7 separate regions of the Mus musculus genome follow, and all the other regions are linked to region 4. The links are chromatin contacts, called in public Hi-C, HiCAR-type and HiChIP or PLAC-seq maps. All regions are on one chromosome and are shown on one strand. The core of a region is the stretch at or near the end of the contact, and the rest is flanking DNA. Distances in the headings are between cores, read along the strand shown. Region 1 overlaps Lrmda (leucine rich melanocyte differentiation associated). Region 2 overlaps Lrmda (leucine rich melanocyte differentiation associated). Region 3 overlaps Lrmda (leucine rich melanocyte differentiation associated). Region 4 holds the start of A330001L22Rik (a long non-coding RNA gene). Region 5 overlaps Lrmda (leucine rich melanocyte differentiation associated). Region 6 overlaps Lrmda (leucine rich melanocyte differentiation associated). Region 7 overlaps Lrmda (leucine rich melanocyte differentiation associated).

The links. Hi-C and Micro-C count contacts between places; a contact is called where the count stands out from the background. HiCAR-type assays count read pairs that join an accessible place to other places. HiChIP or PLAC-seq counts read pairs in DNA pulled down with a chosen protein or histone mark.
Region 1: a contact with region 4 is called in a Hi-C map of adipose-derived mesenchymal stem cells, with 3 times the contacts expected there. The contact joins the enhancer-like site here to the promoter of A330001L22Rik in region 4. A contact is called at or near these places in 5 of 39 promoter capture datasets (the C10 cell line, hippocampal neurons, liver and 1 more), 1 of 484 Hi-C or Micro-C datasets (adipose-derived mesenchymal stem cells) and 12 of 115 datasets of contacts at active chromatin or transcription factors (the NIH/3T3 cell line, astrocytes, bone marrow-derived macrophages and 8 more).
Region 2: a contact with region 4 is called in an H3K4me3 HiChIP or PLAC-seq map of embryonic limb bud, with 5 times the contacts expected there. The contact joins the enhancer-like site here to the promoter of A330001L22Rik in region 4. A contact is called at or near these places in 9 of 39 promoter capture datasets (the 3T3-L1 cell line, 3T3-L1-derived adipocytes, the C10 cell line and 4 more), 15 of 115 datasets of contacts at active chromatin or transcription factors (the NIH/3T3 cell line, astrocytes, craniofacial prominence and 11 more) and 1 of 9 other capture datasets (embryonic stem cells).
Region 3: a contact with region 4 is called in a HiCAR-type map of astrocytes, with 4 times the contacts expected there. The contact joins the enhancer-like site here to the promoter of A330001L22Rik in region 4. A contact is called at or near these places in 9 of 39 promoter capture datasets (the 3T3-L1 cell line, the C10 cell line, cranial neural crest and 4 more), 7 of 484 Hi-C or Micro-C datasets (the BV-2 cell line, the G1E-ER4 cell line, astrocytes and 3 more), 13 of 115 datasets of contacts at active chromatin or transcription factors (acute myeloid leukemia, astrocytes, bone marrow-derived macrophages and 9 more) and 1 of 9 other capture datasets (embryonic trunk).
Region 5: an H3K4me3 HiChIP or PLAC-seq map of craniofacial prominence shows a contact between it and region 4, with 9 times the contacts expected there. The contact joins the enhancer-like site here to the promoter of A330001L22Rik in region 4. A contact is called at or near these places in 9 of 39 promoter capture datasets (the 3T3-L1 cell line, the SN4741 cell line, cranial neural crest and 5 more), 2 of 484 Hi-C or Micro-C datasets (bone marrow-derived macrophages and embryonic fibroblasts), 14 of 115 datasets of contacts at active chromatin or transcription factors (acute myeloid leukemia, craniofacial prominence, differentiating embryonic stem cells and 10 more) and 1 of 9 other capture datasets (embryonic stem cells).
Region 6: a contact with region 4 is called in a Hi-C map of uterus, with 4 times the contacts expected there. The contact joins the enhancer-like site here to the promoter of A330001L22Rik in region 4. A contact is called at or near these places in 8 of 39 promoter capture datasets (the 3T3-L1 cell line, the C10 cell line, the HPC-7 cell line and 4 more), 8 of 484 Hi-C or Micro-C datasets (LSK cells, bone marrow-derived macrophages and uterus), 19 of 115 datasets of contacts at active chromatin or transcription factors (the NIH/3T3 cell line, acute myeloid leukemia, astrocytes and 16 more) and 1 of 9 other capture datasets (embryonic stem cells).
Region 7: a HiCAR-type map of astrocytes shows a contact between it and region 4, with 4 times the contacts expected there. The contact joins the enhancer-like site here to the promoter of A330001L22Rik in region 4. A contact is called at or near these places in 5 of 39 promoter capture datasets (the 3T3-L1 cell line, the C10 cell line, hippocampal neurons and 2 more), 14 of 115 datasets of contacts at active chromatin or transcription factors (astrocytes, bone marrow-derived macrophages, cardiomyocytes and 11 more) and 1 of 9 other capture datasets (embryonic stem cells).

Annotation. Positions count from the first base shown.
Region 1 is chr14:22,885,661-22,888,934 of GRCm38.p6, reverse strand. The region is part of intron 6 of Lrmda (leucine rich melanocyte differentiation associated); the gene reads right to left. Among named protein-coding and RNA genes, the nearest start is that of Gm30783, 45 kb to the left of the region's middle. Within about 2 kb of position 1,639, at least 23 of the 459 cell types and tissues checked have an H3K27ac peak or open chromatin away from gene starts, as enhancers often do. A contact at or near this core is called in adipose-derived mesenchymal stem cells, where this site is marked.
Region 2 is chr14:22,862,333-22,865,876 of GRCm38.p6, reverse strand. The region is part of intron 6 of Lrmda (leucine rich melanocyte differentiation associated); the gene reads right to left. Among named protein-coding and RNA genes, the nearest start is that of Gm30926, 63 kb to the right of the region's middle. Within about 2 kb of position 1,531, at least 16 of the 459 cell types and tissues checked have an H3K27ac peak or open chromatin away from gene starts, as enhancers often do. A contact at or near this core is called in embryonic limb bud, where this site is marked.
Region 3 is chr14:22,904,995-22,908,096 of GRCm38.p6, reverse strand. The region is part of intron 6 of Lrmda (leucine rich melanocyte differentiation associated); the gene reads right to left. Among named protein-coding and RNA genes, the nearest start is that of Gm30783, 26 kb to the left of the region's middle. Within about 2 kb of position 1,541, at least 77 of the 459 cell types and tissues checked have an H3K27ac peak or open chromatin away from gene starts, as enhancers often do. A contact at or near this core is called in astrocytes, forebrain, muscle stem cells and 3 more, where this site is marked.
Region 4 is chr14:21,987,296-21,990,773 of GRCm38.p6, reverse strand. It overlaps A330001L22Rik (a long non-coding RNA gene), which reads right to left and starts at 1,299. Exons shown (of 2, transcript XR_001781181.2): 1 at 1-1,299. Zfp503 (zinc finger protein 503) reads left to right here and starts at 1,173. Exons shown (of 3, transcript NM_145459.3): 1 at 1,173-1,749; 2 at 2,490-3,478. The coding sequence starts at 3,241.
Region 5 is chr14:22,934,935-22,938,468 of GRCm38.p6, reverse strand. The region is part of intron 6 of Lrmda (leucine rich melanocyte differentiation associated); the gene reads right to left. Among named protein-coding and RNA genes, the nearest start is that of Gm30783, 4.3 kb to the right of the region's middle. Within about 2 kb of position 1,553, at least 6 of the 459 cell types and tissues checked have an H3K27ac peak or open chromatin away from gene starts, as enhancers often do. A contact at or near this core is called in craniofacial prominence, embryonic limb bud and second pharyngeal arch cranial neural crest, where this site is marked.
Region 6 is chr14:22,755,954-22,759,244 of GRCm38.p6, reverse strand. The region is part of intron 5 of Lrmda (leucine rich melanocyte differentiation associated); the gene reads right to left. All of the region lies in intron 1 of Gm30926 (a long non-coding RNA gene), which reads left to right. Among named protein-coding and RNA genes, the nearest start is that of Gm30926, 44 kb to the left of the region's middle. Within about 2 kb of position 1,679, at least 4 of the 459 cell types and tissues checked have an H3K27ac peak or open chromatin away from gene starts, as enhancers often do. A contact at or near this core is called in uterus, where this site is marked.
Region 7 is chr14:22,719,823-22,723,239 of GRCm38.p6, reverse strand. All of the region lies in intron 5 of Lrmda (leucine rich melanocyte differentiation associated), which reads right to left. Among named protein-coding and RNA genes, the nearest start is that of Gm30926, 80 kb to the left of the region's middle. Within about 2 kb of position 1,444, at least 8 of the 459 cell types and tissues checked have an H3K27ac peak or open chromatin away from gene starts, as enhancers often do. A contact at or near this core is called in astrocytes and stem cell-derived neural progenitor cells, where this site is marked.

The sequences.
Region 1 (3,274 bases), core at 390-2,889, 900 kb before region 4:
TCTGGGTTAATATCCACTTATCAATGAGTGCATACCATGTGTGTTCTTTTGTGATTGGGTTACCTCACTCAGGATGATATTTTCTAATCCCATCCATTTGCCTAAGAATTTCATAAATTCAATGTTTTTAATAGCTTACCATTTTTTGCCATGTTTTAATAGTTTACCATTGTGTAAATGTACCACATTTTCTGAATCCATTCCTCTGTTGAGGGACATCTGGGTTCTTTCCAGCTCCTCTATATTATAAATAAGGCTGCTATGAACAGAGTGGAGCATGTGTCCTTATTACATGTTGAGGTATCTTCTGGGTATATGCCCAGGAGTGGTATTAGTGGGTCCTCAGGTAGTACTATGTCCAGTTTTCTGAGGAACTGCCAAACTGATTTCCAGAGTGGTTGTACCAGCTTGCAATCAAGGAGTGTTCTTCTTTCTCCACAACCTTGCCAGCATCTACTGTCACTTGAGTTTTTGATCTTAGCCATTCTGACTGGTGTGAGGTGGAATCTCAGGGTTGTTTTGATTTGCATTTCCCTGATGACTTAAGGATGTTGAACATTTCTTTAGGTGCTTCTCAGCTGTTCGGTATTCCTCAGTTGAGAATTTTTGTTTAGCTCTGTATCTCATTTTTTTTAATAGGGTCATTCGGTTCTCTTGTGTCTAGCTTCTTAAATGATCTCAAACCTCATTAACAGAAGAAGCCAAGTTCCCAAAGATTTCTGGGCATGGTCTCCTAGTGAGGAATCATGGCACTACAAGAATGAGATGAAGCTATCAAGAAACTGAGAGACAATCTCTGTGGGAAGATTAAGGTGCAGAACAAGGCACATCGAGAACAGCCTGCAGAGAGAACAGGACCAAGCCACAAGAGGACTAGGAAGTTTGCAAGAAGTCTTCAGCTAGGGGACAAAGGGAAGTTACTAGAGAGGCAGTGTAGCCCAATACTTGAGGGCTAGCTCACTACAGGGACACCTATTTGTGTCAGACCACACACTTGTAAATTCAGATCATACCTGTGGATTACAGGACTGTCCTCTAATTGATCTTCAGATGGTAGAGATGCATAGCTTGAGGAGTCAACTCGTTTTTCACAATGGTTAATATACCAATTCTTTGCTTTAAAAAAAAAAATCCCTGGAAATAGTGAATGTCATAGTTCTGGGCTCAGAGGCAACACAGGAAAAGGTCACTATGCTATAGTGCCTATCCCTCCAGTGCCCACAGCTTAGGTAGATATCAGATCTGAGAGATGGGCATAGGTAGTTCAAGATGGCTGCTTTCCCCCAGACTGTTCTAGGGCCAAGCAAAGGCAAGGACAGGGCAGCAAGTCTCCATCCAGATGTGCATGCAGCAAGCAGGAAAGCCACTTCATCCCCAGTGGACCAAGCCTTGCTTTGAATTTCAAAGGCAGATGCCCCAGGAGGCAACCACCAGACTCACCCCACAAAAATGTTTGATGAATTACCATGGCAGACATCAACTTCACAGATTAATGACCAAAAGGAGTTAAGTTATGTCTCAGTGGAAGAGGATAAATTTTCTCTTGGCTTTGAGAATCCGAGGGATTGAGCAAGCCAGCTAACCACAGCTCCTCTCCCTCCACACACAAAGCCTCACCATGGCTCATTTCCTTCCTACATTTTCTTTCAGTGACTTTTCATAAATTTAAGTAGAGCAGACAGTGCGTCTGTGCTATGCTTCATTTGCAAGACGATGACCACCAAGTGATTAGGAATTGTCACTGAGTTGGTGTACTGGGTGGGAACAAAAGATCCCTGAGGTTCTCTTCGTGGAATTCATTCTCTACTCATAAATAGATACTTAGTGGCTGATTTTTATCTTTAGGCAGTTACAAAAGTACTGGTGCCAAATTTATAAAGAATGTCAAGGCCAAAATCCTCTTCTTGTGTGTGTGTGTGTGTGTGTGTGTGTGTGTGTGTGTGTGTGTGTGTGTGTGTGGTGTGTGTACATGTTTGTACATGAGTGTATGTGTCTTAGAGTTTGATGCCATTCACGGAGTCCCTACTCAGGGGTACAAGTGCTACCTACAACCTTTATAATGAGCCAGGGTTTGAGATGATTATTTTTCTGCCTTCTGATTTTCCTGTCTAGACAAGAATTTTGTGACCTATTCTCCCTGAGAACAATGATCCTGGGGAATGATGGAGAAGATCTCTCAGGATCCGTCTACTCCCATTTCATGCATTTCATACGCCAGTGTTTATACAAACTGATTTGATCTATGATCGATTGCCTTTGTTAGAGGCAGTTAGCAGAATACAAGGAAAGTCAGAGGCCTGAACTGTACTTCACAAAGCTCAGAGACAGAGGACAGAAGAGTGAAAAATCTTGGGGCACACAGAGATAAGTACTGAAAAAATGGTCCAAAGAAGTCTGTGCAAATGCACAGATATTGTCGTTGGGACTTGAAATATGTGGAGATATAAATTGGATTCCTAAGAGTGTGACAGTAGTAGGAATGTTTTATCATAAGCACAGAGAGGCTTATTGTATGTGAGGGACAGGGTGGGGCATTGCTTTTTCACATAAGCAGAAATAGATAGTAAAGCGATGACATATTGTAAAAGCTTAGGAAACCAGAAACTCATGGGTCGTTGACAGGTGAGAGACAGAATGACCAAAGCAAAAGCTTCATTTGTTAACGTCTCGAAACCCATCTTAAAAGGAGTCCAAGCCTCCAGCCAGCTTCCAGATCTCACAGACAGGTAATAACCCTTGCTCTGCTGTTATGGACCGATAGTACGACAGAATTTTAGTGCTCCAGAGTATTGAAAGATTGATGCTGTCTCATCTTTGCAATTAGCACAGTCAATCAGTGAGATGGGTCCCACAAGATGGCTCAGAAGATAAAGGCATCTGATGCCAGACCTGGCACCAAGAATTCAATCCCCAAGACCCACATGTTATAAAGAGAACAGACTCACACAGGCCTCCACATGCATGCGATGACACAAGTTTGCCCCTCTCACACTTAAATGGATGCACGTAATTTAAAAAAAAAAAAAGAGGAGATAATAAATTTCAAATAAAATGATTACTGGATACAATACAAGAGGTTTGAAACCTGTAATTCTAAGACTGACACCAAGGTTAGGGATCAGTGCAAATCACAAGTACCAGGCAATTAAGGAGAATGTGTTTGTTGACTGCATCAGAGCAAGCCATGTTCAGGAGCTTTGGAGATCCAACTAAGGGTGTAGCTGATAACAACAGTGAATGTGCATAATACAATTTATTTTTTTTATTTTGTTTT
Region 2 (3,544 bases), core at 282-2,781, 870 kb before region 4:
TATGCCAATAGAACGTGTTATTCTACTTCATTATATCTGGTTGTTGGCACCCTAACATGTATGTGACACGTATTCAAACAGAATCACCTGATTCTCATACTGTGAGGTGCACATGAATGTATCCGGAATCTCTCAGTAACAGGAGGCAGGTTTCTTTAAGGGAAAAATTGGGGTTTGGGGATATTGGTGTCTTTGTCCCACCTCATCCATAAAACCTTCTATGACAACCCTGGACTGCTCTGTCCTTGTTTTGCTGCCTCTGTGTCTTCCCTATTCCCAGCTCCCCTCACTTTGGCACATACACAAGACCTTATCTTGCCACATGATACGTGTTTCATAAACACATCATCTTCCCTCCGAGCCACAAGCTCCGCAAGGGCAAAGACCACGTTTGATATTTATTTTCTATGTCCCATGGCACACAGCATAGCATGAGGCCCAGGGCAGGCTCAGGATCTGTACCTGTTGAACTGAGTTGAATTTTAAGGATAGTTTGCTGTTGCCAGTGACAATATTATTCAGAGACTCATCAAAAGGCAGAGCTGGCTGCTTCTCCCACCCTCCTCTACTCACCCAGATGAAGACTACAGGCCTTCACACTTTTAAGTGCTAGTTAGGAATCAGAATCAGAAAGCAGCTGGTGACTTTCAAGCAGATTGTATTTCAGCAATGGATTGTGGGAATTGATAGATTACCCACCAGAGACTCTTGGCCAAACCCTTTGGTGTTATCTGGAATAAAAGGGTAGTTCAGAGATATGCCAAGTATCAATTTCCAATTACTCTCTCCTGACACAATTCTGCCTCTTGCAGAAACTCCCAGGGGATCTGCTGTCCCCTATCAGCCCAGATCTGGCTTAGCTTTCAGTCAAACAGGTACCACTAGGCAGCACCCTGTTTGGCCTCAGTGTGACAGTGTCCTCCTTTGACACACAGGCTCCCTTTTGAAGTCTTCAGTATTGGCTTATACTCTCACTGGAGAGCCAGCTGAAGTGTGAAAGGCCTTTTAATATTATACTGTGAACAACATGTGTCAGGAGGGGATGGGGATAACTCTAACACCTGCAGCAAGCTGCTGTCACCAAGGTTTCCCAAACCTTAATTTGCATCTGGATGTTGAATGTGGAAACAAAGACTCCTGCCTGACTTGTACAACTTCAACTGTAACCAGCAGGGGAAAGAAATAAGAGTCCCTATGGTTTTGACTTTGATATTCAAACACAGAACAGCATTTCCACCCTCCAGATCACAGACAGCCGACCACAAACTAATTTTTAAAATCTTTGGTATTAGAGAATGTAAAAACTGAGGATCTGCAAAAAGCCAGAAATCACATGTCTCCTTTATTACAAAGTAATGGAACAGAATTTGGAAAAACCAGGAAACATCTCCAGGTCCATAAATCAGCCCCATTGGAAGAGAGCGCAAATGGCTAGCACCTGGAATGAGCCTTCATCTGCAGCAGGGGCTCAGCCTAAAGAATAGAACTCCGGGCCAAGGCTCCAGACCATGCTCTGTGATTAATGACTTGAGCGAAAGGTCTCAGTTGAGACTGAACAATTAGCTTGTTCCCTGCACAGCCCAGAACTCTGCACAGCGGAACTATGTCTTCCCTGATTGTTCAGATTGACCTAAATGCAAGCCAGCCCAAGGAGCCTCGGATGTGTCATCGTCAGGCTGTGGTGGTCAGGAGGGGCCTGGCATTCATCAGGATTACTTTAGTCAAATCATCTGCGTTGACTCTGCCTGCATGCCACAACCTTTACGCTCCTTTTCAAGTTCAAGAACCATCTTAAATGAGGCCGCAGCATTGGCCTCAATCTGTTGGTGGGGAGGGAGGAGCCCTCATCTCAGAGGATTACAAAGGGACAGCATATGGCCTGGATCATTTCTGTTCTTTCGGGGGTGGGGGGGAGGGAACTTCTAAGGGAAATTGAAGACCCTTGAGATTAATGGCTGCTCCTGCCCGGCCTGTATTATCCACCTCCCAATAGTTTTCTCTGGTCTCTTTCGTGTCTTCCAAAGCATTTTGGTTACACCAGTCTCTCCCCCTATAATCAGCAGCTAGACTCTGCAAGAGCTAGAGCTTCATGCAAGTCCCCTGGATGCTTTCTCTTTCCAGTGGTGGGCTGATGATGAGCAAGCAAGGTGGTAGTTCCAGAACCTGATTCCGAAGGTGCAGGTACAAGGAGGGGAATAGTCAAGGGGTCAGGCTTCCTTGTTTTCCATCTCTTCAAACTGATTTGATTTGGGGGTGGGGGAAACAGGTCTACCAAAAGTAGATAGTGCCCGAATTCCAGAAAGGCTTGGAGGGCCTGAGCAGCCGGCCACCTTGCAGACCATCTGCTGTACTGACACGCAGCAGGTCCTCGTCCTGCTACCTCTTGGCTCTCAACTTTGTCTACAAGCACTTTCCTCAGTGAAAGCGCCTGCCTTTAGAAGCTGAAAAGCATGAATAAAACACAAAGAACTTGATAGTAACTATAGAGGTAGCCGCACTCAAACCCGTGGGCCGCATCTTCCTCAGCACACTTAGGACAACTGCCTCCATCACTCTACCAAGGCAGTGTCATCACTGTCCCCATTCTGAAGACAGGGAGACATGGAGCAAGTGAGTGTCTTGTTAGTCACCAAGGCAGTATGTGAAAAGGTCAGGGCAGGACTCCATCAGACCTTGTTCTTCCGTGCTCCATGCTATGGTTGACAGCTGCCTCTGTCTCTGGGCAGTATGAGTGTGCAGTCCCTGCTGTTGACAAAGTTGGGGAAGAACTAACAGCATCTGCTGAGGAAGTCCGGCTTGCTAAATCCTGTCTCTGCCATGCCATGCAGGACCTCAAGTCTCGAAGATCACTGTCCTCTCTCATGAAGAAGTGGGATCACAAGATCTCTCTCACTGTGCGTGGGGTGGGGGATAGATGAAGTTCTGTATAGGTCTCAGCACAATGCCTACAAAGGATGGGATGGGGTAATGGCAGCTGTCGTTAGTAATGATCAAAGATGCTGTTATTCTTTGAAGGGACACAGCATGACTGACGAATGAGGCAGAAACAGTGTCAGATAGGAGGGAAGAGAGGTTGATGTGGAAACGCAGGTCCTTATAGTGGCCTCAGAGAGGCAAAATCTGTAGAAATTTCAAAAGTACACATAAGGACTACTTAGCTTCCTGGGCTTCTTCTTTCTATATGATTCTTAGTTCATTTATCTCGATGAAAGGAGTAATTTTGTTATTATTTGCATGTGTTTACATGTGTGTACAGGTCCATGTGTGTATGTGCACATGTGCTTGTGCATGTGTGTGTGTGCCTGTGTGTGTCTGTTTCTGTGTGTCTGTGTGTAGGCCAGGAGTCAATGTCAGGTGTGTTCCTCAATTGCTCACCACATTATTGTTTTGAGACAGGGTCTGTCACTGAAGCCAGACCTGGCTGATTCAGCTAGACTGCAAGCCCCAGAGACCCTCCATCTCCCCAGCTATACAGTTACTGGGTTGCAGTGTCAGACTCTAGTTTTATGTGGATTCTGGAATGATGAATTCAGATCCACATACT
Region 3 (3,102 bases), core at 292-2,791, 920 kb before region 4:
TTGATTGAATGTCTGAATGTAATTTGAATGAGAGGCATTTCAAAGCACAAAGGTTCTGTTCCCAATAAATTCAGTCTATATAATCAAATGCATTCTTGCTGGCCCAATCAGCAGAGGCCTGGCAGGGACAGAAAGAAAGAAAGAAAGAAAGAAAGAAAGAAAGAGAGAGAGAGAGAGAGAGAGAGAGAGAGAGAGAGAGAGAGAGGAAGAAGAAGAAGAAGGAGGGGGGAGGGAGGGAGGGAGGGAGGGAGGGAGGGAGGGAGGGAGGGAGGGAGGGAGGGAGAAAAGTAGAGAAGAGAAAAGAAAAAAGAAAACCTAAGCTTAAATCTTACAATTGCCCCTTTGAGGGTCGTTGACTCTGCAAGTTTTACAGTGGGATCCCCAAAATGAATGCTGCCTCTATGCAAAGCAACAGGGGGTCATGTTATAATTAGAATGCAATCAGTGGGATTGGTTATGGCTTGGTTCTCTTTCTGAAATGACAATCTATGCCACATCTGCCATTACATTAATATTTTCTGCCTTTTGAGAACAGGGGGAGGGTGGGTAGGGGAGGTGGAGGAAGGCATCTCTCTACTGGGCTGCTGATAGAGTTGTCTTAACTAGAAGTCTGCGTGAGCTAATCAAGGCCTGAGCAGTTCACCTTTAAAATACCCAAACCATCTGGCAGGCTGTCCCACGATAAATCTCTATGATAAATGCCTCCGTTTTGATGTTACAAAGGAACCACAGACCTGCTCAGTTTTGGCACAGCTGAGAACATACTGGCAACAGCAGAATAGAATTCAGATGTCCTCAAATAGAGAAGTAAATCATTTTGACCTGCGGGGCATAATATATTTAGAGAAAGCCTGATTGTAATAAAAAGGTTGGTCTTGTCACAGTTTCTGCTGCAGGAATGGTGATCTATTTTTTTGTTTTGTTTTGTTTTGTTTTGCTTTTCTGGTATATACTTTTCAGTTTAATGAAAACTCCAGTGAGTATCCTATAAAAGCTTTCCATCTCTACCCCTGCTTTTTGTGTGAGAGTCTTCAGACATCTCTTTCTGTCCCCTTGTGAATTGCTACAGTGGCCGCTTGCTGGTTCTCAGGCATCCTGCAGAGGAATAGCTGGAGTGGAGCATGCCTTCAGAATGATTAATCCACTTGCCTTTCACGGGTCTGTTTTGCTGGGCCCAGAGCCACTGCCAAGAAAGGACACACTGTGACCACCAGCACCAGGGAGAGAAGGCATAGCCTCTCAACTCAAGGTTAGCCTGGACCTGGTGCCGAGGGGGACTCATAAAATAAATTATGCTGTGTGGTTTTGGAAGGTAGACTTTTATGTCTCGCCAAGCTTCAGAAACAAATTATAGAGTGGTCAGTTGTCCTTATTTATTTCATGTTTTCCCCCCATAACATTAAGAAACTAATTAAACATGGATGCCAAATGGTAAGCAGTCTTTGTCCCACTTCCTTGCTTAGACACACAGTGCCTCACCCTTGGCTGTGGAGAAGGATCTCAGCCAAGCAAGGTTTAGCTAATGACAAGGCTTCAGCCGTTCTAGGGCTCCTGGGAATGCCTGGGACCTTGTGACAAGGCTTGGTGTCTTTTCCCACTCTGGCCTAGTTGGTTACAACAGCTTGACCAATTCTCTCCACAGCTGCTGGGGTCACTTTCTGGTGACTAATGGGAAAGACAGATTTCCCATCTGTCCCCTGAAAAATGGTTTAATAAAATGAGTCTGCTCACACACCCAAAGGAAGCCAGAAACAGGCATGAGAGGTGACATGTGTCCGATGAGGGGGTTTTCAATCTCACCCTGTTAGTCTCCAGACAAAGTTGGCAACAAAGAAGAGTAGCTGTTTCCCTGGGTAGAACTGAGTTGGGAAAGGAACACAGGCTGTTTTGAAGCTCACCGGAGCCTGCAGCGACGAGAGTCTGCAATTGCTCAGAGTCTCATTGAAAAAAAAGTACAAATAAATTTGAGGTCACCCTGTTCAATAAAACTTTAAAAAAATATATTTACTGACAGTCCACTTGGAAGGAAAAAGACACAAAAATTTATTGGCTGTTGGCAACTAGAGTGGAGACATGTTTCCCATACCTTTTTGTCTGCCTTGGGCAAAACAACACTTATCTAGTTGTTTGACTGTCCTACAAGGCAGTGCTCATGGTGCAGAGAGGAGACACCCACTGAATCTGTGGCTTCTTCAGCTCTTTAATCATTTCTTTGGCTTTTTCCCCGAATCCCTTCCAGGCTCTGGAGATTATGGTAGTTGACGATTCTTTGGGTTCAGTGGGGACAAAGAGAAATGTGCCAGGTAAGAGCATGTGCACCTATAGTTACAATGACATGGAATAATGGCACCCATTCACTCTCCCTTCTTCCCTGGCTCTTTACTCCCCTCAACTATGTGACTTGTCACTTCTGATGCTCACAGACCCTCTGGCCAGGTCACTTTTCAAATCTCTTCCTGCAATTAACAATGTGGCTACCAAGAGGCCCTGCAGGAAAATAAGAGACATTCCTCCTGCTCCCCGACTTCACCATGCTTTGCTTGTGGGTTTTGGCTCGACTCATTGGGGATGTTTCTCTTTTCTCATCTGCTCTTTAAAGCAAGAAGACACCTTGAGCCTAAACGTCCCAGAGAAGCAGGAAGATTAAGTGTGCAGTACTCACAGGTTGTGTACTTAACATTGATATTATTACTTTTTCTTTTTCTTTATTAGATATTTTCTTCATTTGCATTTCAAATGCTATCCCGAAAGTCCCCTATACCCTCTCCCCACCCTGTTCCCCAACCCACCCACTCCTGCTTCCTAGTCTGGCATTCCCCTGTACTGGGGCATATAATCTTTGAAAGACCTTTCGAAGGGCCTTTCATCCCATTGATGGCCTACTAGGCCATCCTTTGCTACATATGCAACTAGAGACACAAGTCTGGGGGGTACTTGTTAGTTCATATTGTTGTTTCTCCTATAGGGTTACAGGCCCCTTCAGCTTCTTGGGTACTTTCTCTAGCTCCTTCATTGGGGGCCCTGTGTTCCATCCAATAGATGACTGTGAGCATCCACTTTTGTATTTGCCAGGCACTGGCATAGCCTTACAAGAGATAGCTA
Region 4 (3,478 bases), core at 50-2,549:
AGTCTTGAAGAGCTGGGGTGGCCTCCCTTGAACTGCCCAGCGCAATGAGAAAACTACTGGAATTGGAGGAAAAGAGACAAACTGAGCCTAGAAACTGAACCCCCGGAGCGAAGAGGACACCCTAGGCCCGCGCTTGCTCCTGCTCTCCTCAGTTCTGTCCACAGCGTCAACTCTCACTCTCCAGGCCTATGAAAGAGGCCAATATGGCAGGTGGCCCAAGGCCTAGCTTCCTATGCTAGGACCACAGGAGCTGACCAGAGGGTGACACCTTTAGAGCCATACAGTGGGAGACACCGGCAGGCACTAACACCCCGCAGGCTGCAAGCAGCTTCAGAGACCTTACCCGGCAGAGTTTGGGGTTGCCATTCTGCCAAAACGTAAGCTGGACTTCTTACTCCAGAGATCATTCAGGCACCTTCACAAAGGTGCCTGTGATCTTGCCATAGTCTCACAAATTTACCTTTCTCAATTGTCGCAGGAGGATCACAAACAGCCAATGTTCTTAACACACACACACACACACACACACACACACACACACACACCAGCCCCAGCCGCTCTTCTTTCCAAATTACCATTAATCGAGTTACCATCCCATTAACTTTGCCAACCTAAGGAATCAAGGAATAAAATCAAAACTCTGTGAAAGAATACTTACGAGAAAATTATATAACTCACCCCCACCCCAGAAAGTTCTCGTTATCCGCGTGGACAGAAACAGAAGGGAAGGGGGACTGGGATGGTAGGAAAGAAATAGGCTGGCAAACAGAAGGAAAAGTCCCCTGAGCGTGCCCGGTTCAGCTCAGGGTGCGCGGTGGTCCGAACCCGGTCTCCAGGCTGGGCCCCCGCCCCTGCGCAGGGCGCAGATCGGCTCCTGGCTCCCAGCTCTCCCAGCCCCACCATTTATCAAAAGGACTTGACAACAAAAGAAGAGCTCTGCGGAAAAGTGGGGGGAGGGGAAATTCAAAGTCTCCCAAGTCCCTCCGAGCAAGGGGGTGTGTCCTCTTCTCACCCCCTTCTACTTTCTACGAGTTTCTGGGAGTAACCCCGGAGCGGACGTTATGGAAGTCGCCCAGCGGCACAGGAGTGCATACGCACTGTGCACCCAGATCCAGGTACAAGTCAGCATGCACAGCGCCTCCCCTCTTCTTTCCAAACAGCCCGAGCGACGGCGCAAATCGAGGGGAACGCCGAAGTCCCGCTCCGCTTCCCTGGAAGAACCGGTTTCCACAGGCAGCCGCCCCTCCCTCTCGCGTTCCTTCCCTCTCCTCTCCCCGCATAGGTCAGTCCTGTCTGGATGGTCTACATCATGCCGTCCAGCAGCCCGATTAAGTCCCGGCTCCCAGGACTGTCGGGATGGCCAGCGGAGGGTAGTGGCGAAGGACCCGGGAGAGGAGGAGAGCGAGCCTGAGACCTGTTTGCCTATGCACATGGTCAGGCCTCTTCTCTTGAGCTATTCAACTCTCGCTACGAACACGGGTCACAGAATTAAGGAGGTTTATTCTACAAGTAACCTCCAGAACTCGGGCTATATTTGATGGCATGGCTCTTTGGAAAGAAATTCCCGAGTCTGGGGTGGGAACACTACCGAGGTCGACAACTGGACATCCTCAAGTTACATTCCCGGGAGGGATTATGCCAGAGAGGCGGGAAACCTCCGCGTTAGACGTCGCCTCCAGCGTCGTTCTTAGGTACTCAGCAGACCCGAACTGGGCGACCCGGATTGACCGAAGCACCCAAAGGTAGAAGGTGTGTCTGTCTCCACAACCCCAAGAGGGAGTGAGCACATCCCAGGCCGGTGCTCCAGACTAGGAGTCCTGGGTGCACCTGCGCACTTTACTCTCACTATTTCATTTTCCTGACTGTGGACGCCCCTTTCCCCTCTTTCTTTTTCTTACACACCCTCCACACACACAAACACACACACAGGTGCCAGGAGGCTGCTGCTCTTTCCCCCTCCTTCAGTTTCTTCTCGGTCTCTTCCTTCCTCTGTCTCACTCTAGGTCTCTCTTTTTCCCTTCAAGTCTCACCCGCCTTGTAATCAGCAACAAAAGCTGACATAAATCACGGGCAGATTGACAAGAGCTGACAAATAACTGATTGATTGCGGTCGAGGCACATTGACAATTGATGGAGGGGTGGAGATGCCCAGAGAAACAGGGGGTGCGGGGGGGGGGGAGAGTAGCAAGACGAAAGCAAGAATGGGGGGGGGGCTGAAGTGTGAAACAGGGGAAACATGTGACCCCCCGCTCAAGCCCCAATCTGAGCGTCCTTCGGTGTCACGTGACCGGGAAGGGCGGAGAGCCCGGCGCACGTCGCGAGGACGAGCAGCCACCGCCTCCGTTGCCCTTCTAGCTTCTGGTTTCTCTGCTGCTGAACCTCTGGAAATCCAAGCGGGCGGGCAGACTTTCTGCAGCATCGACTTTCCTTACCCGGGTGGCCGCGCCACGCAAAATCTTAATTTCTGAAAAGATTTTTTTTGTATACAGGCTCCCACTCATCCCTGGAGTTGACTGTTCAGCAGGTATCCACATTACCGCCTGCGTTTCTTCTCCCGAAGTCTGTTAACACTCCCTCCCTCCAAAGGTTTCAGTTTGTTTTCCTGCTGGGAAAACGAAGAACGACGAAGAGAAAAAAGAAGGAAGGCGGTAGATGACAAACGTAGAATAAATGTCCATCTCGTCCGGGTAGCGAAATCGAGGGAGGGGACAAGCCGAGGGGCGGCGAAGAGGGAGCTGCCCATTAAAACCAGCTCTGAGATTCCTGGCGGTGGCGGCGGCGCGGGACGCGTCACATCCCCTTGACCCTCCAATCACCTCGGGCTCCCATTTGATTGGAAGGCGGCAAAGGCTTTAATCTCCCCCTCGGTGCAGCTGCTTTTGAAGTGAGTTTCCTCGCCAGAGCCCGGGCTGGACAAGCAGCGACACACATCGCAGAGCGCAGCGCCGGCTCGGGGCCGGGAGAGCGCAGCGCAGGGCGCAGCCCGAGGCAGACACCGCGCACCGCGGGGACACTCCCGCAGTCTGTCCTGCTCTTCTAGCCCCATCACGGCTCCGCTGCGGGCCACCCAGGATTATTCGCTTCTGGCTCCCGGCGGCGAGAAAGCGCGCGGGGCTCCCGCGTCCGCCGCGCCAGCTCCTCCTCCAGCTGCTCCCGCTCCCCGGGCGAGCGCGCAGCCCCGAGCCCGCCCCGCGCATCTCGGAGCCCTCCCCCCGCTGCTCCCATGCGCGCGGGTGGGTCATGAGCACAGCGCCCTCGCTTTCTGCCCTAAGAAGCAGTAAGCACAGCGGCGGCGGCGGCGGCGGCGGCGGCGGCGGCGGCAGCGGCGGCGGCAGCGCGGACCCTGCCTGGACCAGCGCGCTTTCTGGAAATTGCTCCGGCCACGGCCCAGGCTCCTCCCCGGCCGGCAGCACCAAGCCTTTTGTGCACGCTGTGCCCCCCTCTGACCCCCTGCGCCAGGCTAACCGCCTGCCCATCA
Region 5 (3,534 bases), core at 304-2,803, 950 kb before region 4:
TAGGTAGGTAGGGTAGGCAGGCAGGCAGACAGACAGACAGACAGACAGATAGTAAGATAGATGGATAGATGGATAGATAGATATAGATAGATAGATAGATATAGATAGATAGATAGATAGATAGATAGATAGATAGATAGATAGATAGATAGATGTTCATGCACACATACACATAGATATATATGCTGCCATTATCACATATCACTTATAACCTACTTTTGATTGTCCCTTTTAAGATACAGATCTCATGTTATTCATCACTGTATCCTGAGCATCTATCCAGACAAAGGCTAGTGGTTAACGGTTGGTGAAAGGAAGATGTATGGATGGATGAATGGATGGATGGATGGATGGATGGATGGATGGATGGATGGATGGATGGGACAGATGATGGATGGATGGATGGATGGATGGATGGATGGATGGATGGATGGAACAGATGATGGATGGATGGATGGATGGATGGATGGATGGATGGATGGATGGATGGATAGATGGATGGAATAGAATAAGTTTTGGTCTGCAATATGTGAACTATTGTTTGTACCATTGATTCCCATCATTCTTCGATGATAAAGAAGTAACCATGAACCTGATTTTTCAAACTTTGAGAGATACTAAGGAGAAAGTCTAGATAGCAAAGGAGAGAAAAGACAGAGGATGAAGAGCAAGGAGGGGAGTAGAGTAGGAGGGAGAAAGACAGAGGGAGAGGAGAGTAGAAGATGGAGAGTGATTAAAATGGACAAAACGCAAGAAAGGGCAAGCTTATGTCAGCAGGCAGCAGAGTGCCTGTAAATCAAAGAGCTGAAGCTTGAGGAATAAGATATTAAAATTTTAGAAAGTGAATAAAGGACAAGGAGCTGAGGGGTAACAGTCACCAAGAAAGTGAATTATGCAACAAAATTAATTATATTTCTATTCTTCTGTTACTAATCCTTTGGGATTTTAATTTTCATGTTTTTAAAGAGACTCAAAAACTTCTCAGCAGAGGCGATGTTGCGGCAGGACAATAATTAGCTTAAGCCTCGTCTATGTGCTCAGAGGGGTGAGAGGTGAGGGATTGAAGTTTTGCCTTGACATGAAAACATACTCCTATATCCTAAGCTATATCCAAGTCATTGTAGATACATTTGTATCATAGCGCAGGCCACAGAGTTTTGGGCTAACTCATTTAAAGTGGGTGAAACTTTGATTCAGCGACAAATGAGAACAGCTACCCAGAGGTGCAGGTTATGAATAGGCCAGTGAAGTCAAGGGGCAGCCTCTAAAGGAAGACACAGACCAGGAACACGATCCAAGGCTCAGTTCATGCTTAGGAAAGTGGATTTCTGTTTCCCCTGTGCTGTTCCTGAGAGCAGTGTTGATTACCAGATAAGTAGAGCCTTTGGTGTTTCACAGAATCAACAGCTTGGCAGCCACAAGGTGACCAAAGTGGCAGATATCAATACTAATCTCACTGGCCTGTCTGTAACTGGACCCAGAACAGGCTGTTCTACACCTGCCTGTCCCGGAAACCTACTCCAGTGCTCCCCCATGAAACCACTAACCACACTTGTTAGCTGTTACCTTGCCTGCAAAGTGGCCCATGCCCATTTCTGGTTCGCATTATCCTATTCCTTCCAGCCTGTGTCCTGAAAGCTGATACCTTTGTACTTGGGGGTGCTGTGTTTGCCACCTGACAATGATTTGACGTGACAGAGTGACAGAAAACAGACATAGGGGATGGAATAAAAGAACAAGGGACCCCAGCTGCTGCACTGGTGGCTCCAGGCAGGGATGTCCATCAATTCAGGTACCTGTGAACCCGCATTCTGGGCCCTTTGCTACAATGGTACAGTAATTCTTGTCAGCCACAAAGAATGGATGGATAGCACTCCTTTTGCTGGCCATGAACCTCTGCAAAATAACAGTGGACTCTTCGCATGCCCTTCTGAGTTCTGTGTGGCTCAACTTCTGGCCCCCTCAACTCCTACGGTTGTTCTCAGGATTGAGCATTCATGATTTTGATACTTCTTCTTGGGCCTCTGTGGCTACACACAGGCTATTATAGAGGTAGTAGGCATGGGTGCTACCATGATGCTTACATGTTAGTGCTATAATCACTAAGTAGATGATCACAGACATGGGGAGGGTAAAAGAGATCATCAGAGCACTGGTCCAACCCTGTGGAAGCTCCTAGTAGCCATGTAATATAAAGAGTAAGATTCCCAAGAGCAATTCCAAGCCTGTAGTTGGTGTAAAGAGTGGTATTCTTTAGCGATTTTCTTTCAATTGAAATATCCCTTGAGGGAGGATGGAGACCCATTAGATGCTCGAAGGAAAGTTTCAAAATGTAGGACTCTCAGAAAGTTTAGGACTTGCGAGACTTTTTCTAGAGGTTCAACAATCAGGAAACAGTTGCTGAGAGAGACTCTTGAGTGGAACTGTCTGCTGGTCAGCTAGAGAAGGCCGGGGTGTGGTTTTTATGAGGCTTCACCCAGGGTTGGGTGGACTTTGCCTGTGAGTCACCCTTGCTCCTTTAAGTATCAGTGATTACAGTGGTCCATCAAGTTAGCCTTAGGTAGAACTGTGACATCTCTAGGGCTAACAGACTTTTCTTAGCATCTTGAAAAGGACAAGATAAAGATCCTTTCCCAATCTGTTGGTGGTCTTTTTGTCTTACTGACGGTGTCTTTTGCCTTGCAGAAACTTTGGAGTTTCATTAGGTCCCATTTGTCAATTCTCGATCTTACAGTACAAGCCATTGCTGTTCTGTTCAGGAATTTTTCCCCTGTGCCCATATCTTCAAGGCTTTTCCCCACTTTCTCCTCTATAAGTTTCAGTGTCTCTGGTTTTATGTGAAGTCCCTTGATCCACTTAGATTTGACCTTAGTACAAGGAGATAAGTATGGATCGATTCGCATTCTTCTACACGATAACAACCAGTTGTGCCAGCACCAATTGTTGAAAATGCTGTCTTTCTTCCACTGGATGGTTTTAGCTCCCTTGTCGAAGATCAAGTGACCATAGCTGTGTGGGTTCATTTCTGGGTCTTCAATTCTATTCCATTGGTCTACTTGTCTGTCACTATACCAGTACCATGCAGTTTTTATCACAATTGCTCTGTAGTAAAGCTTTAGGTCAGGCATGGTGATTCCACCAGAGGTTCTTTTATCCTTGAGAAGACTTTTTGCTATCCTAGGTTTTTTGTTATTCCAGATGAATTTGCAAATTGCTCCTTCTAATTCGTTGAAGAATTGAGTTGGAATTTTGATGGGGATTGCATTGAATCTGTAGATTGCTTTTGGCAAGATAGCCATTTTTACAATGTTGATCCTGCCAATCCATGAGCATGGGAGATCTTTCCATCTTCTGAGATCTTCTTTAATTTCTTTCTTCAGAGATTTGAAGTTTTTATCATACAGATCTTTCACTTCCTTAGTTAGAGTCACGCCAAGATATTTTATATTATTTGTGACTATTGAGAAGGGTGTTGTTTCCCTAATTTCTTTCTCAGCCTGTTTATTCTTTGTATAGAGAAAGGCCATTGACTTG
Region 6 (3,291 bases), core at 430-2,929, 770 kb before region 4:
AGAGGGAAAACCAGATTCAAAGCACTCTTCACATTTATTCATCAGAAAGAATGGCCACCAGACAAGAATGGGGCCTCAGCCCCACTTCTTCAAGCTTAAATTTAAACCTTCCAAAGAAAAGCTTTGAAACCTTCTCAGAGTGAGGAATGGACCACCCCCAACACACACACACACACACACACACACACACACACACACACACACACACACACACTCCTTTTCTACTATAGTGTGGCTCTCCAAAGTTCTGTCAGTATTTTTCTTTAAGGTCAGTCTTGAAATCCACTGTGCCTATGTTGTGCCATAAACCCCATTGCTTAAAAATAAAAGTGTGAAGTACATAGATACTCTAATATATTTAATTTACCAGCATTTATTGTGAACTTGCAGTGTGGTGACCTCTGTAAGTCATTGCGCCCACAGAGTCAATGTCACCAGCTTAAATAACCAAAGCCTTGATCAACAGCTGCACACATAAAAAGTGTCTAGGTGATGGTTTGGTTTTTTTTCCCTCAAATTTGTTTTTATCCTGCTGAGCTGTTGGAACATCCAGGAGTCAGAGTATCTTACTATAGGAAGCTAAACAAGGATGGCTCAGGAAGAGATCCCTTGTTAGAAAAACCAGACACAACTGGATTGCAAGGGAAATATATGATTGACCCTAAAAGCAAGAGGGGTTTAAATGAGCCAGGACTCACTCTCAACAGCATTTTGGCTGATCTTATCTAAAAGGCTGCACTGTCACCTAGTAAAGGTAATGAAATGGTCCAACCCAGGCAAATGGTCCAACCCAGGCAAACATCTTTAAAGGAGGAACATTCTGCACTGCCTCTCACACCTTTCTGTAACTGGATCTTTGTCTCTAATTATTCATAATTATCCATCTCCTCATGAATGTGACAGACAACTTTCTCTTGGCTGATGGCTTCCTTCTTAGCACTTGTCCATAAAGAAAGCTGTAAATGAATGAAGCTTTGGCTCAGTGCCACCACCCTACTAAGCCAGGTTTTGGGGACACGGGCTCCAGGGGTGCTCTGCACTACTGTTAAACCATCACAGATACTTGTTGGTCACCAGGGAAAAAAAATGATTCCACGTTGGCATTCTCACTTGAAGTCGTATTGTTAAGTCAGGACTTCGCCTGAGCCTACAGCTAGAGCCTCATTTTCTGGGGTCAATATGTTTACAGCTATACACATGTTAGGGAGGATCCAACTATGCCCGGGGAGTTCTGATAATTGGTGCCTGGGTCGGCCAAGAAAACTCAGTGGGGGAAAAAAAATCAGAAAAGAAAGAACAATTTGCTCATAAAATTAGGGAGGAATAGATCAGCGGTTTTTGTAAAGCCATAAAGCAGCTCAAGGAAGTCTTGAGAAAAACAAACTCCCTAAATCACTCTCTCCCTCACTCTCCTGCTGCTCCAGACAGCAAACAGGATATGCTTCCTTGGAACTGTCTATAAATTTAGGGTGAGAAAAACAAATCAGATCTTGTGGACAGAGCACTAGGCTGCAAGGAACATGGTTAGATTTCCCGTCTACTTGGAGGAAGACACCCAACAGCATTTTCTCATCAAATATTGGTGATAAGAAAGGCATTTAGTGCTCCAGGGGATGGGGTTGCTGTGGGTGGGTGGTATGACATTAAAAAGTTATAGCCAGTGTCCTATAAAACATCGCAGGCCCATCCACACATGCTCGCTCTGTTCTCAAGCCAAGGATAATAGTATTGCAGTGCAGCACCATCAGCATTAGCTGGAGCAGAGATGTCCTTTTGCCAGAGAACTTTAGAAACACAGTTCTTAATCAGTGGAGATGCCATGAACTTCTTTAGGGTGCATAGAAAAAAGCTAAAGCTAGCCTATCATTTCTGAAAATCCAGCTCTCTTGAGGTCGATCTGACCTTACCTTCTTGCCCCAGGTTCTTCCTCCAGTGTCAAGCTACTTCTTGCCAATCTGAACCTAAGAAACTGGGTTACAAAGTACAAAATCAGAAATTAATTGCTGCCCAAACTTGAAGGGACATCTTTTAGGGCATAAAGAGAACATTTGAGTACTCTAAAAAGGGGACTTGATCTTGAGAAAGAAGCCTGGGGTGGGGCAAAGTGTTACCTAGCTATGGCGGAGAACTCAAACTGATTTTGTAGATCAAGGCATCTCAGCCTCCATTTTTAATACTTTGCACTTCATAATTCCTTCCTTCTGAGAACTCTTCTGAGAGCCTTCTGAGAGATCACAGATCCTTAGCTAAAGCCTTGTGTATGAGGTAAGCACACATCTGCTCCAAAAGAATGCACTTTTCAATGTCTTCAAGGGACTGGGAAGAGAGTTCAGCAAGTACCATGCCTGGCACTGAGGCATGTAGACCTGAGCTACAGCATAGCATGCACATTAAAGCTGAGCATGCTGGCACATCTGTTATTTTTGTCATGTGACCCAAAATAGGGGATCCCTGAAAATGTTTGTTCCACTATCAGTGGAATGAGTGAGTAGCAGGTTCAGTGAAAGACTCTGTCTTGGGGGGAAAAAAAAAAAGGTGGATGTCAAAGAAGATGACAATGCAGACCTCTGGCCTGCACATATGCATTCACGCATGCACCTGACTGCACATGCATACACAGGAACACACAAATATCTATAACACAGACATCTTCAGAGATCATTAAATAGACATCAAGGATGTCAAAGGATTTCCCTAGTGGAGAACCATTGCCCTAAACTACTGGGCAAATCCATTCCAGAAACTCTCTGGGCCTGGTTTAAAACAAAACAAAACAAAACAAAACAAAACAAAACAAAACAAAACAAAATGGTTTCCTAAGGATCTGTCCTCATGTGTTCTTTGCCATGATCCGAGAAAACCTGATTCTTCTGCATGTAATAGCAACCTTGTGCTTGGGCTTCTTAGTAAAGGCCAATGTTGGTTCACTGTAAGGTGAACGTTAGATCTGAAAAGTAACTTCTACCATTATACTCAATGAGCTAAGGAAAGAGACAGCATCAAAAGAGTCGAGAGTCATGGTTCACCATGAAGGACAGACCTGTGGAGAGGCTTCTGAGGAGAGACATGGCCACAGAAGAGGCATAGCCACTGTTCTTGGATGCAGGGAGACATGGTAAAGAATCTCTGCTTCTTTCTCCCTTCTTACAAGTAACTTCTCATTCCCATTCTGTGAACTAGTGAACTGTAACTAGATTCTAGTTGGCAGAGGATTCTAACCAATGAGGGCACCTTCTGCGACACACAGAATCATGCAGGAGAGGGCCCAAAAATGCATCCCAGAGCAAGTGA
Region 7 (3,417 bases), core at 195-2,694, 730 kb before region 4:
TTTTCTTTTTTTTTTTTTTTGCCTGATTTTCCTTATTTGTCAGCTTAAAGCTATGTCTTATTTGCACAAAAGAGAAAGATGAGGAAGTTAAACACAAGCAGATTTACCGAGGTGTAGAAGAAATGGAGCAAAGGAGAGGGCAGTGGATAAGCACTTGGGGAGAGAAGTGGATGAGCTTATGGCTTAGTGAGTGGATGCAACCCAGATAGATGGATGAATTGTGCATGAGTGGAGAGCTGAGCAGATACATGGATGGAAGAGTTGATGAGAACATGGGTAGATAGCCATGTAGGTTCATGGACAAATGGGAGCATGAATAACTGGGTAGATGGATTCTGGTTCAAGGGCATGGGTGGAACCTGACTAGCTGCACGGATTATGAGTTGATAGATGGGGGCTTCAGATACACATGAATGCGTGGATACATGAGAACAGGGGTTCATGGAAAGATGAGTAGATGGGGTCATGGGAATATTGAAGCAACATAAGTTCATACATAGATAGGAGAATGGGGTAATAAATAAACAGGTGGTATAAAGATGTTAGATAGATAGATAGATAGATAGATAGATAGATAGATAGATGATAGATAGATAGATGATAGATAGATAGATGATAGATAGATAGATAGATAGATAGATAGATAGATAGATAGATAGATAGCAGGATAGATAAACAAATAGCTGAATAATGAATAAATGGGTGCACAGACAGATATAGCACTATCTCTATCAGGCATGTATTTATGTTGTTTTGTGTTTTTAAAAGGGTCTCCTGTAATAACTTCAATAGTTCATACTTCTCTACACTACTGAATCCTAAGCTTAAAATGAAAAAAAAAATAAACCTCAGCCTTACTCATTTGTAAGCTTTTCTGAGAGACAAATTTTAGAAGCAGTCACTCCATTTTTCGTATTTTACAAGTGAGGAAACAGGCTGGAAAGAGGATGTGTGTATTCAAGCAGAGCTAGAGAAAGCCTCCTAAGTTGTGAGCCCCAACTTACCATCACTTCCTGGCACACTCACAATAGCACTCACTGGCTCTTGGAGGCATTTGCATTTGCTTCTACAAACCCCATGCTGAGCTGAGTTTTTTAGAAGAGTAAACCTAAGTAAGGAATACCATTTCCCAAAGAGTAGTTCTTTCCCAGGGACAGGAAAAGTCAGAGGTGTGTTTCCAATTAGTCAGGGAAAGAACTGTGCCTGTGAGTGCCTTGTCATTTATTGTTGCAAAGCTGGCGATTTCTCCCCAAAGCAGGGGACCGGTACAACTGTCATCACCCTTATGCTATTTGCACTGAAAGAAGTCACATGTGTCTCAGCGATGTGAAGTCCTGTCTTTTATCTGTTTGGGAATTTTCATCCAGTGTCCGCTCCGTCTGCCAGCCTCCACATCATTAAGTGTGTCTTCCCTGAGCTGAACTTGCATGCACAGTAATGGGTTTTACAAAGAGAGCAGCCATTAAAGCTGACTTTAGTTTGCCTTCACTCTTAGCCCCTTTTCTAAGGCATGCCTGATCTCCACATAACTTTCCCAGGGCACAAAAGGCTCTTCTTTATTTTGGTGAGCAAACCTGAGAATGCTTCATTAAAATGCCTTCCCCAAACAGAAAACTCCAGTGTCCAGATTCCACAAAAATGCACACATTTCTATGCTGTCAAGGGGAACTTGCGTTGCCACCATTTAAAAAGTCAGAAAAGCCCTGACTAAGGATAATCTTTCAACTCATTAATGCTAAGCAGCACCCCCCCACCCCACCCCACCCCACCCCCCTGGGAGGTCTACTGGGTAGCAATACTGCAGAATGTCAGGGCTTTGTCAAGTGCAAAGTTTCAGGAGGTAGTAAGAGTTCAGAGGGACTCACAAAAAGAAAGCGCTCCTATGAGGAGGAAGTGCTTCCTGGTCATGGCAGAATGAGAATGCCATTGAAAAGTTTGGAAGGAGAAGGCTATTTGGTATGGAAGTGGGGTAAGCTTCTGTGGTCACAGCCCCAGCCTGCTCAGACCTCCCTGGGTCTGGGTCCCTCCACTGTTCTTTCTCAGACTGACTTTTTGCTTGTGCCTGGCATTTTTTCTGAGCTACCACGACAATAGCAAAAAGTCACAAGTCAAAAACTGAAGAGTGTCCACTGGGGCCTGCTCTCTGCTGCTCTTGAGCTCTGCAGCTGCCATATGAACTAGATCAAGGCCAGCCTGTGAGAAGGTGAAAGTTTAGAGCAAGCAAGTTTCCTTTTGTCCATACCATCCCAGGGGGCCAAGCTGAAATGAAAGATCAGGTAGACCCACCAAGAAGAATGGAGGTTGCTATGGATCCAAAGAACTGAAGAACTAGGTTCAAGCCAACACTGGTTAGTCTGTACATCTGGGAGTTTAACCAATATTTGGAGTTATAAGGCCCTGGTGTAGGATGAGGATTCAATATACAAAAAGGCTAATAGATTCAGCTCGCCTAAAGCTGTTACCTAGAAGAAATTTGTCCTCTTTATGTACCTCATCAGCTCATTCCTAAAGGCTTAGTTTTAGACAAAAGATATTTGCCACTAAGACCACAGCATCCTCAACATACCAAGGAGGAGCAGCAATAAGAGGAGAATCAGATAAAGAACCCATACATTAGGTGCTTTGACTGGCCCCAAGAACGTATAGGATAGTTGTAGCCACAGAGGCCAGCACAGCTAGAGACAGCCTAGCTATTGGCCAATGGATTTTGGAGAGAAAGTAGAATATGATGTCAAGCTAGCTCTGGTATGTGTGAATTCTGGGACCTTACAAGTCACTTTTGCCTCTGCCACTGTATCTTTAACTATAATTCAGGTACCTAAACCTGCTTAACACTGAAGTCTAATGAGATACAAACACACACACAAAATCATATCTGTCAAAGTAGCTATAGAATATCAAGTGTTATTTTTATGACAAAGTTGATTTGGAATAAGACTGCTGCTACTCAGATGTGCAGCATGGTCTCCATGTGGTTCCCGTGACCATTTGAGTGGGGGCTGACTCTGACTCTATTGCTTTGGATCCTCTTCCCCTAACTGGGCTGTCTTATCTGACATCAGTGGGAGAGAATGTGTCTATTCCAGCTGCTACTTGATGTGTCAGAGCTGTCTGGTACTCATAGGGAGGCCTTCTCTTATCAGAGGAGAAAGGGAGGGAGGAATGGGGGAGGGGGTCTGAGGGTGGGACTGGAAAGACAGGAAGGAGTGGAGGCTGCAATCAGGATGTAAAGTGAATAAATAAAAAAGTAAATAAATAGAAAAAAAGACTTACTCCTGGCAACAGATTTAGGAAATAAGATTAGACATATTGCTGTTTCCATATATCCACACCTGTATGATATCCTATCCCGGTCCTTTCCTGGGCAAGTTATAAAATATCAGCCTACTAGAAAAATGGGTGCTATCAGCATTCAAA